Regions from separate parts of the Anas platyrhynchos genome. Here region 2 is linked to region 1. Evidence: chromatin contacts called from public Hi-C data. All regions are on one chromosome and are shown on one strand. Each heading gives the region's core, a stretch centred on a gene start, on an enhancer-like site or on the middle of the called end of the contact. The rest is flanking DNA. Distances are from core to core; before and after follow the strand shown. Region 1 overlaps ARHGAP24 (Rho GTPase activating protein 24). Region 2 overlaps ARHGAP24 (Rho GTPase activating protein 24).

What was found. Hi-C and Micro-C count contacts between places; a contact is called where the count stands out from the background.
Region 2: a Hi-C map of liver shows a contact between it and region 1, with 3 times the contacts expected there. The contact joins two enhancer-like sites. A contact is called at or near these places in 2 of 8 Hi-C or Micro-C datasets (liver and skeletal muscle).

What each region holds. Positions count from the first base shown.
Region 1 is chr4:48,098,210-48,105,991 of IASCAAS_PekinDuck_T2T, reverse strand. The region is part of intron 3 of ARHGAP24 (Rho GTPase activating protein 24); the gene reads right to left. Among named protein-coding and RNA genes, the nearest start is that of MAPK10, 90 kb to the left of the region's middle. Within about 2 kb of position 4,816, at least 1 of the 8 cell types and tissues checked has an H3K27ac peak or open chromatin away from gene starts, as enhancers often do.
Region 2 is chr4:48,156,969-48,163,598 of IASCAAS_PekinDuck_T2T, reverse strand. The region is part of intron 4 of ARHGAP24 (Rho GTPase activating protein 24); the gene reads right to left. Among named protein-coding and RNA genes, the nearest start is that of MAPK10, 31 kb to the left of the region's middle. Within about 2 kb of position 4,003, at least 4 of the 8 cell types and tissues checked have an H3K27ac peak or open chromatin away from gene starts, as enhancers often do.

The DNA.
Region 1 (7,782 bases), core at 3,567-6,066:
GGTATTATTGCAGTCTTCCATCTCTTGCATTTTCTCAAAGCTCTTCAGCTGGGAATGGGAAGCCAGCTTTTTACAACTACAAAACAAGCTTCCAGACGGAAAGCTGCTTTATGAATTGCTCTTTAAACAAACAGGGAAAGGATTTAGAAGCCAAAGGGAAACACAGCAGCGATGACAGCCAGGTCTGAAGCCTACCTGATAACTCCTGCCTGTTTTTCACCATCCCCTCAGCCACAGCACATAATATAACCATTCTGTTCTGAGCAATGTCAGTCAATATTAATTAAGGGCACAGGCATTTTAACACAACCACCAGACTGCTCTCTCAGTCTCCAGAACAAAGGCATCATTTTCTTGCTCCTGCTCTTCTAAAATAATCTCTGTCCCTGGGTAAATTTAGATTTCAAGGGGAAGTGCAGAAGGTCTCCAAGAACCTCACTCAAGTGCTGCTTTCACTGGGGAAAGGCAGATGTTTTTATTTGCAAGAAAACAAACGGAGTCCCAGGTCGGGGGCAGACGCACCCCAGGAAGGAGGATGGTGGCAACGAGCAGTCTGTGCCGGCTGGCAGGTTTTGTTTCTGGAATTTGCTTCAGCAAAAGGTTAATCCCTGACATGTTTCGGGGAGGCAAACACCAAGCTGCCGTACATGCAGCTGCATACAATGAAGAGATTTTCATGGCCAGGGACAGAAAGGTCACAGACGCTCGTCAAGTTCACGTTTCTCCTACGAAGCCACGGTGAACGGTAAGGTCCTGAGCATGAGCCCCTGCCCCAAGTCACATGAACACAAACCAAGGAATTTATACCCCAGAAAGCGGGGAAAGGGGCAGAAAGGTACAACGTGCAGGTGCTATAGAGGGTGTCTCCTGTACCAGGCACCCCTAATCGGCCCCATATGGCACAGTCAAGCTATGACAAAAACGAGGCATTAACAATTCTCAGCAGCAAACAAATGCATTTGGTGGACATGGGGTTTTTATGGTGCTACGGCTCGAAAGGCCCTACAAACAGAAAGGGAAACGCGTTTTGTGAGCAGGTCTACAGCAAAGCAGTTCATTTGCTGGCCCACACACTGCATTTTTAAGCTCAGCCTTGCACTAGTTACCAAACTGTTTAGGCTACATCCTTCATGTAGGCAAAACCAGAATTATCTTGGGCAAGTCTCTCCTGCTCCCAGCAGAACAGGTGAGCTACAGCATGCAGCCACACTACATGACACTACAGACACAGAGCTAAGGGAAACCAGGGAGTCAGAAGGGGGAAAAAATAAGGAATTTTGCCATTGCCAGTAAGGAGCGTTTTTTCTATCCAGAACCAGAGACAGATACCACAGATCACTGAATGAGAATCGCCTCTAACTTCTTCCTGCCCGCAGCATGCCCTTTTGCTCAAGTTACACCAAACACCACATCTGCAATCCCTGCAAACCAGTCTGTCACTCACAGTTCATCCCCTGCCTCCCTTCGGGAGCTCTGCTTTTCGCCAGCTCCTGGAACCGATGCTTTCCCAGCCTCTGGTACATGCAGGGTCAGAAGCAATACAGATGCAGCCATTCCTTCCAGCTTATTCTCCTGGGCTTTTCCTCTAGCAGCTCCAATCTCCTGAACTGCTCTACTCGGATAAAAAGATTGACAGCACTGTAAGAAAGAGGTGGCACAAATAAACCAGCCAATATTTCTTGGGTCATATTCCGAGAGACAATCACAATAAATCCAAATTTCTTTCCTGAATTACATTGCTAGCTTTTTCCTCAGAGCTGTATTTCAGGATACCCTTGAGTACTTCCATATTTTAGTATGCCATTTCCCCTCTATATTTACTAGAATAGCACTTTACCTTGTATTTCTTCTTTACCTCATTCATTGCAAATCTGAGCATCTCTGTTTCTGCTTCATAAAAAACTTCTCTCATAGTAGGCCTACATTTTTTAAAAAATGTTGTTCTTTTTATGAAGTGTCTGACAGAAGAAGCTGGGTATTTTTGCAATTTGTCTTCTGCCTCCACATTAACCCTAATCTCAGTTTGAATGTTAGGGTTGGAGATTAAAGCTCACTGTTACACTTTGCTCACAATGAAATGGACTTGATCCTCAGTCTATCCTTTCAGACTTCATGCTCACAAGAGGAAGTTTACAATTTTGTGCTTAAACAAACCAAAACCATTCTGCTCACTGGCTTCAGAGAAAACAACATTGTACAACAGCATACAGCGGTACAGTATTGCACTCCTCAAAATCCATTTTCTATTTCCCTTCCACTGATTTAACTGAGAGCAAAAGCAGACCCAGGGAAGCAGCTCTCCCTCCTGATTCAGGGGAGCAGCTGTTTTCTAAAAGGTTCTGTAGTAAAGCACAGACATTTTCTCCTCCCCTTGCCTTTCTGGAGCAAGATAAGGTGATCTGGGTGAGGCCCAGCCCCATGGCAGCGAGGTGGAAAGCACCCATCCCACCGCCCCAACACCACTCCCCGTCCGCATCCCCGGTGAGTGATTATCTAACACCTCCTACCAATGATGCATCTCCCAGGGCAAGCCAAAATAAAGAGAGAATAAAGCTGGACTGCAGAAAGGATCCGTGAGTGCCACCTTGACTTGTGCTAACACACAAACGCTTCCCTGGGTGGCAGACGACAAGGCAAACTTTTCTGTTTGCTTATACTGGAAACGGCTGCCAAAGTGACATGGGAATGAAGCACAATGGTTACATTAATGCTGCTGTTTGCTGAAAACTTCTAAAAATACCACAGTTCTCTACCGCTGCAGTGTGTAACAGCTACCCCTGTACAGCCAGCATTCCTGCAACACATTCTTAATATGCATTAATTCTGATCTTATTTTAAGAAGGAGAGTTTTTTCCTTAGTCCCCGGTCATTTTTGATGGCAGGAAAAACCACGTGCCCAAATAATCCTGCCTTCTTGTAGGCTTTACTGAAACCATTCTCTCTAGGAAAGAAAAATCATTTCTATTTACATTACCTAGAAATAAGAGCGCCCTTCTATCAGGAGCGCTGGGAGTTATTCATAGCACATGCTGACATACACACAGGCTTTCCTACTCCTGACACAATGGAAATTTCTCAGCAGGAAAGATTTCTCTGCCCTCCTGCTGGAGGTGCATTACAGCCACAGCTTCTGTGCCCACACCGATCAACTCAAAGCTGAAATTTTCACGCTACAGAAAGTTTCAGTGGATGCAGGACTCTGCAAACAGACTCCAGTATACACTGACAAATTCCAGTATAAGCAGCTTAGACGTCAGCGTCTTTGTAGGACTACAAATTGCAGTGTTGACAAACACATTCAGACAGAAATGCCAAAAAAATTCATCTGCTCTTCACCCTGGGCCAACATGTAGCATTCGGCACATTTTGGAAAAGGGATTTGCCCCCTTCATCACAAACACGACATCCCTCTTAACCGCCGTGTCTCCCTGTTCTCGCCCGGGACACAAAAGCACAGAGCACACGGAGTACCTCTGCTCCTCACTGCTGCTGCTCCTCTCAACTCCTGGGCTCCCTGCCCGTCTGTCAGGATGACAGGAGCCGCTGGTTTGTCCCGGCACAGCCCCACCGTCCACCGCTAACAGGCCGCAGCTGCGTCGCTCTCCTCCACTGGCCCAATGTATGCTTTATTTCCATTAGGGCAGCTCAGGCTGCTGCCTAAACAGCCCCAGACAAAGATTACGCTGCCACAGCGGTTTCTACATGGCAGAGCCATTCCCCGTTAATGCCTGTCGTGCCTGCAGCAGCAGGAAGCTGGGCCCTGCAGTGGGCAGGGGGAGCGAGACGGGGCCGCCTCGACGCCAGCTGGCTGCCATCCACCCCGGGGCAAGCTGTACCTCAGGGCTGCCTCTCGGGACTTTTTCAAAACTCACTTCAGAAACCTCATTTTGATCCACCAGATGTAGAAGTGATCGGCGGAGGGGAAGTAAGAGAGCAATCTGCTGGAATCCGCACTGTTATACAGGTCCTGATATAATCGCTTATTTCTTTTGTACTGCGTACACAATGACTTGGTTCTCCAGATGTGAAGAGCACTGAACAAACATAAGCAGATTCTTTCAGTTTAGATACATAACTAAACGGTGTCAGCTGCAGCAAGGGAATACTCCGAGTGCTCTCAGTGTGTACGCTACGCTCAGAATTAGCCCAAACTGACCCAATACATCATGGATCTGGGAGGTGCTGAGCTAGATTAAACGTACCCGAAGCCCACGGCACACGTAACAAAAGGGGCAGACAGCACAGCACTGATTCTGCAGCGATGGCAAGTGGCATCGCTCCTACAGATCACAGGAAAATGACGTGCTTGTCACCTGCTTTTGTGATGCTGATACCTCTGTACTAAAAATGCTCAGGTGCCTACCGCAAGCAAGTCAATCTTTAGTGCACTGCATTTTCTAGACTAACGCTACGCTTTTACCCTTAAGCTGCTATTAGGAGGTGTGCACGCAGGCAGTGAGCACCTGTCAATTCTGTTCTCAACAAACCAGGAGCTAACAGAGCACCAAAGACAGTTTTCAGCAGTGACATCTTGGCGTTTTGCCTTCCAGCTCCAGCAAGTGATCAGCTATGCAGTACTGCAGCTTGCCTGCTCAGGGCCAAGGAGAGCTTCCTGGTGTAGACTGTGGCTGCACAGTGACTTTGGTCATCATTAATTAGACAAAAACCAAGCAGGCAAAGGCTTACACACTTCCCCGTGCAGGTGCTCCACCACTGGGAATCCTGCCACCAGCGCTGAAGACAGGCTGCCAAAATTAAAGGTCAGGTCCACTCCGTCCTCCTGAAGCCTCGCCTGCCTGTTTACAGAAATGGGCTTACCCTAGTTCAGAGTAAGGTGCAGGAGGATCTCTGGTTCCGTCTGCAACACAGCAGACACAACACAGGCAGACAGCAGGAAAAAGGGGTGAGAAACAGAAGGGTTTGTGGTGTTCTCCTTCCTCCTGAAGAAAGCAAGCTATTGAAGGGTGGAGAGCTCGTAACACTGAATTCATCTGCCAATGTTAGTAACTGAGTGCTGTCAGCACTGAGGTCATCTCAAACTCTGATATTTTCAAAATAGTCAATACCTGGAAAAAATGCTTCCTCTGCTGAAAAATATCCAGGCATTTCCTTTGCTAAAAATAAATTACGTCCTACACGTTTAGTATCTAAAGAATCCAAAGCCAGGCATGAGGTTCCAGCTTGCAATGCCCTGCTCTGTTGCCTGTTTGCCTCCTTTTGGGGTCATTTTTGTTGGGAGGACATGGAAGTACTGAGTGGCCAACACACAAATGAGTGCTCAAACATCTTGCAAAATGATCTTTTACATGTACAAATCATCAGATAAATACAAATGCACAGTATTTGTGAACACAGGGCATTATACACTGTATAGCATCCAGCTGAGGAAGAGCCACCTCAGCTGCATCGATTTAAGTTTCATTTAAACATTGCTCTCACATTCCAGTTCTGGCAGCAATAACCACAGGAGATGAGGCAAACAGTCCCCTCTGCAAAGTCACAACTCCAGCTTGTTGCGGAGAACAATACCTGCTGAACACACATCCTGTCCTGGTGCCTGCAAACGGAGAGGCTGAAGGCTTCACCCTACATCTTCGCAAGCCTTAGGTAACACAGTGCCCTCGAGTTCCCCACTTGGTTCCCAGTGTTCAAGTGCCAGACTGTGGGGCTCTCCCTCTTCACTTCAGTGCCATTTTGGTCTGTTTTTAAGTGAATACTGCGATCACCTGCTCTTGTTTGTATTGTCTTATCCCATCCCATCATGATCTATCGCAGACCCTCTGTGTCAGCCAACTGCATGTTAGAGCTCCCCCACTGAAGTCTCCAGGCAGGAATTCAAAGCAATTTAATAACAATAACAATAACTGCTGCTTCAAAACTGCACAACTATCCTCCGGCAGCAGAGTTCACGGCCACAGGAACCTGCTGCCACTTCTGCAGCCTTCCTTGCTCGAAGCTTTCTCTGGGGAGTTGGGGAACAGGTAACAGCTCGCTGGAGCTGAGCAGCTCTGCTCCCCAAAGACAGGTGTATTGTTATTATTCATCTGCCGTCAGATGAGTAAAAGAAAAAACAGTTGTGTCCAGGCCTTCCTTCTACTGACCCGCTGGGGAAAAAAAAAAAAAAAAACAAAAAAAAAAACAAGAAAAACTTTTATTCTCCAGGAAGATCAGAAGAAGAAAACATGAGCTACAAACATCAAAGCAATCAAATGAGCTGGAGTTAACCCACTGATTCTCATCCACCCATTTTGTTGGTGCATGACTGCCCCCACTGTTACACCTGCTCATCTATACTGTGCTTGGTAAAGAAAACGGAGCAACTGCCAAGGACTTGAGTAAATGAAGGTTTTGCCTTCCTTACTCCAGACTGCTCCCTGCTTCTTGACAACTCGGACAGCCTTGCCCTGAGAGCCAGCCTCACCAGTGGAGGTGAACAACCAGGCACCGAAGGGTGGAAGAGGGTTTCTGTGTGGGATGGAGCACCAGGAAGCACGACTGATTTTCACTGCCGCTTCAGCCCTTGTTCCTCAGTGGTCCTTAAAACTGGGTGTCACATCATGCTACCAATAAATGCCACATTTCTAGTGAAGCAGTTCACAACAACGCAGTCGGAGTCTTTTCTCCCTTTTGCTCAGGCCGGAGTCAGCAGCACCCCACAGTCAGTGCGGGAATGCCGGCTGTCTCCACAGGACGTGCTGCCCCCTCCACAGAAGCTCGAGCTACCAGGCGTGACACCAGCAGCCTCAAAGCAGGATCCATCCCTTCCCTGCACAGCAGCATGCCGTGCAGCAGCGATGCTGTGCCTTCAGTGTGGTCTGTTCTGCCTGGGCCCCGATTTTCACCACACGCAGAGCACAACAGCCCGACAACTACATTCAGACTTCAGCTACCCAGGGCCAGACATACAGAAACCCTGCGCACCCCCCAGGGTATACTTCTTTGCCTGAGCTTCCTAAAAATAGCCCTTTTAGAACGGAATGAGGCTTTCAGGGTTTCTTTCTTTTTTGCCCGGTTTTGAAAAGACTTCCTCATCCATACACTTTTGTCGCTTTTAGCAACTCACAGGTCACAAAGCAGAAAGTTTCCTGACAAAGGAGACGTGCCCTATATATAAGCTGTGTTATATCCATCCCTCGCCTGCTTATGAAATAAAGCAAAATGTTGCACATAAAGACGGTGTCGGGATTAGGGCTTCTGCTTGTGTCTCCTCAGTATCTTTCTGCGCAGCATTGGTGAATTCCTTTAAAATTTCTCTACCACATTTTCCTCATTCTGCGAAAAAAGCAATTAAGAATATTTACTGGCCTCACAGGGAAGGCACACTGCTTCAGTTAATTAAAGCTTCTGAAGACTTTAAGATCACCCAGCGAAGGGCTTTGCAGGAATGCCAAGTGCGTAATAAAGCCAGAAAATGACCCGGCAGAGACACAAAGGTCGTTTCTTAAGTGAAGTGTGTCCAGTGAAGGTCTCATTGAGATTTAAACCAAAAAAAAGTTGTCGTATAAATGACTACAAGATGCTTTCTCACTGTAGCTTGACTGAGATTTTACAATGTGTGTGAGCTCACGCGCTAGCTGGTGAACTGGAAGGAATGCATTTAAAGGCAATTTGCAAATCAGAGGCACCCGACACAAACCGCTACCTATAAACGTCCTAACTGCTTCAAGAGCTGTAAAAAGACGCAGTGAGGGCCCACGCAAGCCCAAGTAAAAATGCCCCTCGCTGCTACATATCACTAGCTTAGGCAAAAGCCTAATTTTGTTGTATTAAAAGAGGAATCAG
Region 2 (6,630 bases), core at 2,754-5,253, 58 kb before region 1:
TCCCACAAGAAGACTACTCTGCCTTTCAGCTGTACCAGAAGAGAAACAGAAAACTTGGATATGCTCTGCACACACAATGGTAAATCCTTGGGAAAGGAATTTTAGCTCCATCCTGTACAGAATAGGACAAACCACTGCAAGTCGCTCAAATTCAGAACATGTCTGAATGCTAGAACAGCAGGTAACATTTTAGGGCTGGGGGTCAAAAAGCTGATAATAACATGCTTTGTTGCATTTCCATTTATGGAAATTTAAGTACTTTTTGGATATATCTAGTAGCATTCTAGGCTCATTAGCAGGTGTGCTAAAAGAAAGAAGACAGGACAAAGAACAAAACCACAGGTTAGGTATGCAATAATACTTCCTTAAATCTTTCCATAGTATGTAAGATAACATCAGGATAACTTAGGAGTGGTTCTGTGAAAAGTATAGAAATAGATAAAAAAAAAATACAAATTTGCATGAAGAAATCTCTCTTTTGTTACTTCCAACTCCTCTGAATTTAGCTACTCAGGCATTTTTAAAAATCTGTCCTTACTGTTATGTTCTATATGCTTTCCCTGGTTCGGGTAAGAAGTTGTACTGCAAGCTGATACCCTTCCCTCTGACTTGTGAAGAGTTTGAAAAACAGATACTGAATTACGCTGCCTTCATTCATAACAAATAAGTAATGCACAGACATTTCTATGGTGCACATCATTGTATATTTTCTTTTTTTCTTTGAGGACTCCACACTTAGAACTTTTTAACATTTGCAGTCTCACAGAGGGAACCACTGGAATTGATGCACTTAATGATTAACATACCTCTAGCAAAGCTTATTTGGGAACGATCTCTATTAAAACTAGAATGGCTTTTACTAAGTTAAATCTTAACAACAATGATGGGAACAACCTTAGATTAACATGCTATGGTATGTGCAATCTAAGTCAAAACAGAAGAAGAGCAGTGATAAGCATTGTATGCATGTAAATGTTAACTACCACCACCACCCGCAAGAAGTAAATTCCCAGAGAACAATGCTATTTCAACCATGAAAAACTGCCAGCCAAAATTCCAAAACATGTATCAAAGTGCTTTCTAGAGAAAAATTACAAACAAAGCATTAACTCAAATCTGCATTTTTTAAAGAAAGTGCAAATTCTAATCCCTGGGTTGCAACCCTGGACTGCAAACCTAGCCAGGCACAGATCTAAACTGAGAATCCTACGTTATTCACCCTCCTTGGATGCATAACAAACATGTAAGAAATAGTATTACACATGAAACTAGATATAGCTGAACTAATTTTATGAGATTTCAAATGCTAGCTCAGATTTGGCATTTATCCTTTGCCTTGTACCTTTTTCCAGTCCAGATGCAAACTAAAACCCTCATCTTGACATCTTGACAAGCAAAACTCATTACCAACCACACAGCCTGGAGTCTTAAAACACAGATCCTTTTCTCCCCTCAGATACTTGCTTACATGTCATTTTGTTGCTATTAGTCCTGGTGTTCGGAGCACACACATGGCATGCATGTCCCAGCAATTGTCACTATTCATCCTTGCCTAAGACGCAGATCATCCATAGAGCTCTTGAGTTTCCTAAGTTTGTTGGTGTATCAGGAAAGCAAAAAGCAAATACAGAGGGAAATACGTTTGCTATTCAGACTGTGAAGGAGAGCAGCAGTTGCAGAGAACAGATGAGAACTGGCAGCTTTAATACAGTGCCCTACACTGCAGCATGAAAGGGAAGGGAACACAGGCTGTGATAATCTGCGAAGAATTGAACTCCAATTGCTTTGCATTTTTGGTCTTTCTCAAGATTCTTCTTCTTATTTATCTTTAGCAAACAGGGTAACTTCCCAGGCCTTGCTGAAGAGCTGAATCATATCTTTCCAGGGATTATTTGTATTAAACTATAGCGGTCCTTTGAAAATACAAGATTCAAATGGACAGAGTGAGAAAAATTATCAAAGAACTATCAAAAACTGATCCATAGGTCTCCCAGAAGAAGCAACAGCATCTTCTTTCTATTGCAAGGACCACACTTTGGGTAGTACCTTAGTATAATTTCCACACCAGTCCCTTAGTGTGAAATAAAATACTTGTTCCTTGAGGGCACTGATGGGGGGGGGGAACAACAAAAAAAGCAGCCCAACACTGCAGTTTATCAACTTTCACGTTTCAATATTCAGCACTGGCAGAGTAATGCTCTGGGGTTAGTTATGCACTAAAAACTTGGGCTCTCCTGCAGAGGAACTGAGAGAGAAATGGAAAGGCAGGATGCCAAGGAGCAAAGAAAAAAAAAAATAACAGGAAGACTTGTATACTCAAACTAATGTCCTGAAATACATGCTGTATCTGAGTCTACAGCAAGGTGCTTTCTGAGCTAGGGTAAAAAACCCAGGTCCCAGTTTAGCACATGGGGACATACTTGCAATCTTAAATTACAGAACGCTAAGGCAATACCGCAGAGTGCCACAGGATGGTGCGATTACAAAGTAAGAAGATCTAAATGGTTGAGTCAAATTTTCCCCTCAACAGTACTGAAGCACTGCTTGGGACTTAATCTATCTATACAGAAATTACCATGCACACGTTGGCAGTACAAACAAACACATATATATACACACATACTGCCTGTTAATCTTTTTAAAAGAGCTCGGTTTTTTAATTATATTAAAGTGGTAGTTAGAAGCAAGCAACTTTCTTCTTTCTTTGCAAGCAACTTTCTTCTTTCATTGTTACATATTGATATAAAAATGCCAAATAATGCAAGTAGAAGAGCACTTCATATAGTCTCAGTATGTTTAGACCTTGCAATCCAGTATTAGTTTTCCACCCCCTGTTTTAAAATGCAGAGGTAAACTTAAAAACATCAGGCTACAGCATGAATCCGTCTGGCTTTTAGGTGTTTCAACCCACAAATACCCTCAAGCCAACTTCAGCCACAGAGGCCAGCTGTGAGTTTCAAAGGAGTTTTCCACTCCAAGCTCTCTTGAGGATCAGGAGCACTTATTTCCATTTCCTGTTTGCAGCACTGTATGTTGTATCTATCCACAGGCTAAGTCAGCCATCAGTAATTACATGCCTACCTTGAGGACATTTGTGTAATCGGTAGTCCATGGATCTTTTCAGGGCCTGTGCAGGGCCTTTTCCTCAGGGACTTTTTCCAGCTACAACTGATCAGTGTAAGAAAAGACAGCATTGCTCTCTTTAGTCTTGGCCTTGCTTACATCCTAGATCCATTACAGCTCCAGACACTTAATAATTATACCTATCTTGACACTTCTTTTGCAGTGTGACATCGTAATATCAAAATGTTTAACGATTACACATTCATAATTAAGAGTATTTATTAACAAGTTTTGAAGTACAGAATGTCAGTTCCAGCAGAAAATCCTCCTTATTCTAAATTGCAACAATCCTCATTAATTGAGGCAAACTTTTCCAAGTGCAGAACGAATGATTACAACCTTGAAATGGGAATGACAAAGCACAAAGTTGGAATGCAACACAAAAAGTAGCAGCAAGCTGAGAAACAGTCTATTTCAGTATCTTGTGCTAGGCTGAGGAAGATTACTTAACCACTAAAATGTTCAAACTGCTTTACTGTTGATGCTTTTGGAGGAGCATCCCCCACTTCAGCACTGTCTACTCAAAGGCATTACAAACACACACACACACCACAGCCTCCCTGCAGCCATCAGAACACACATCGAAGCACCCTTCATCCAGACTTTGTCATTGGTACCCCTCATGGCACTGCTGTTTTGACAGCGTTTGCCTTTGTGATACCACAGGCGCTGTGGAAGTGGTTGTCAGATGGATTACACTGCCTGGGGATCTTCACCCTCTCCACCATAAATAAAAATTGCTGAAGCCCAGCAGGTCACCAGAAATCCCCACATAACCCTCACCCTCGGATAAGTGCACAGCGTGTTCAGAGAGCTGGAGTCAGCGCTTCAGAGCACACAGCCAACAGGCTCCTCGTAACTTTCAGAGAGGAAATAGGGCAGGGTCACATTACAGAAAGATAAATGCTACACCAAAAATAGCTCATGGCCCATGATAACACGTATACAGTTTGCATACAGAACAAACAGTAGGAAACAACAAGCTGTGAGGCTCTAATTAAATTCAGGAGTTCTGGTAATAAAACAAAGGAGAACAGTACGAACAGTTTGTGTATCCGTACATCCCTGAATTACTGGAATTGCATCTCTGTCCTTTAAAATATGTCACAGGTCTTAGCCCTGCAAACAGAGACTCTGTCACCAACATATCCTGAACCCATCCCAACACCTGGTGACTGTGTCACTGCTTAGCTGCATTCGGGCCTTGTAGAGAAGCTCTCCTGGACCTGACACGGGAGGATGAGTTTGCAACTGGCTGCCAGTCTGCAGACAGCACATGATGCTAGAGTCCGTGATAAACCAGTGCTGAAATACTGCAAGTGAGCAGCATCGAGGAGTATTACAAACATGAATAACTCTTTATTGAGAGAATGAGGGCACTGCTTCTGCTGAGGAACCAGCACTCACAGGATGGTCAGACAAAGCCAGTGTTCAGTAATGTTAAGGCGACTCAGGAGTGATGCAACTGGTATTGGAGTCAGGCTTTGGGCCAGAAATGCAAAGGTCAGGTCAATGCATAACATAATTACTGAACACTCTGTGCCATTTTTGTCCCCTTGTGTAGATACCTTCACTTTCCTCTATAATGTACATACAGTACAAGCAGTACAGTGCATAATCTAAGTGCCAGCTGAAATTTTGCCTACAACTTATGAAACATGCATTAAAGCCTTTACCATCTTAGGCCCTGAGCTCTGTTCTCCTCTCTTTGCTGCCACAAGAGCCTGGCTCTACTGTAAGTACACTTCATAGAATCACCCAAATTATTTAGGTTGGAAGGGACATCCAGAGGTCATCTAGTCCAACCCCTGCTCAAAACAAGACCAGTTATGGCAGGTTGCTTAGTGCCTCATCTACTTGACTTCTGAGTATCTCCAAGGGTGGGGACTGTAAAAACTTTCTGAGTGCCTCCTCCACTATCTGGTCACACTCTTGCTGAAAAAAAATAATTAAAAAATCCCAATATATAATCAGAATTTCTCATGTTTCAGCAAGCACTGCAAGGAATACTAAAGATTGACAGATTATTTGCAAGTTAGACATCCACTGCAGAAGTTATAACAGGAGCCAATTCATTCTAGAGCCTGATGCTTCAAGAAGAGCAACGAAGACAGCAGTTTAGGACAGAAAGAGACAGACTTTGTGGAAGGACATGAAAGATTACTTACGAAATATAGATCATTAAAAAGAGGTGGTGGATGCTTTCTGAGGCCTAAAAAACAGATGGGTTCCTATCAGGAAACAATTAGCTGCCTCCAGCCAACATGCTGCCAAAATATCTAATCATTGCTAGGTTGTTCAAAGAGGCTGGTACGTTTCTGCAGAGATTTTGCAGGCATTCTACAAATATATAAAACTGGGTAAGCCCCACAAGTAAACTACCTCTTCTTGCTTATTGGAAGAGAAAGCCACAAATCTGGCAAGCCTTATTGTATAAGGATGTGCTAAAACACTCCACATGCTTACAAAATGTCATCCTTTCTTAAAAACTTGCCATTGGTAGTGGAAAATGCCCTTTCTTGCCTTCTTAAATTACAGCCCCACACCAACAAGTGAAAAGCAGGTGTCTTCACAAAGGTTAAGGAGCAACTCTGTTTCTGAAACTGAAATTCATGCAAAGCAACTACAAATTCTTGTTCGCTGCCAATAACCAAAACCACACACTCCTACAGCAGGACACCAATTAAACTGATTTAATGACCCTTGCATCACACTAGAATATCTTTGTTAACGTGTATTTAATTGCTAGATTAGGTCTCTTAACTCATGCCATATGCAGAGGTAATTTCTGCTAGCTGGGTAGGAATAGGGCCGGGGTTAGAGCAGACTTGGAAGTGGCTCCAGATGCACAAGTGATGAGCAGGGTGTCATTTGTGAGGATCAGGGAAGGAAGCCTGGAACACCACAGGCACAAACGGATGGGAATTTACACAAGCCTAAGGCCATTTGTGTTGGCAGGAACTGGCTTTCTAGTAAAAACTTCATTTCACGTAAGTGCTTTGTGTAGGGATTACTGTGCTTTTTTCCCCTAGGAAAGGAATAAAGCCCCATTCTTGTGGGGAACTGTTTCTAAACAACTTCTTACATAGAGGATTGTATTTGGAAAATGAAGAAAATTCTTAACTAGTGATATCCAAGTCCCTGTCTACCTGTAGCCCTCACAGTGCCAGTGCACCCCCAAAAAGACAGCTCCCATTGCATGAGACTGTAAAGGGAACTAGGCTGGCCTCCTAGATAGATTACTAAGTGCCAAGGCCTGTGCAGTGCCTAGAAGAGTGGTCCTTTCCTCTGCATCGCAGACCTCTGCTGGGGTTGGGGGGGATGCTGCCTAGCAGCAAGGAATGCCTTAATGATAATTAAAGGAACAACAAACAAAGGTCTGTCTTGTTCTCTTCCAGAACATCTTTCCATACACTACAATAATACTAACACATAACAAAGAACAAAAAGATAAAAGTATTTCAGTATTATGCTTTTAAATGTTGTATATAGTCGCCTTCTAAAACT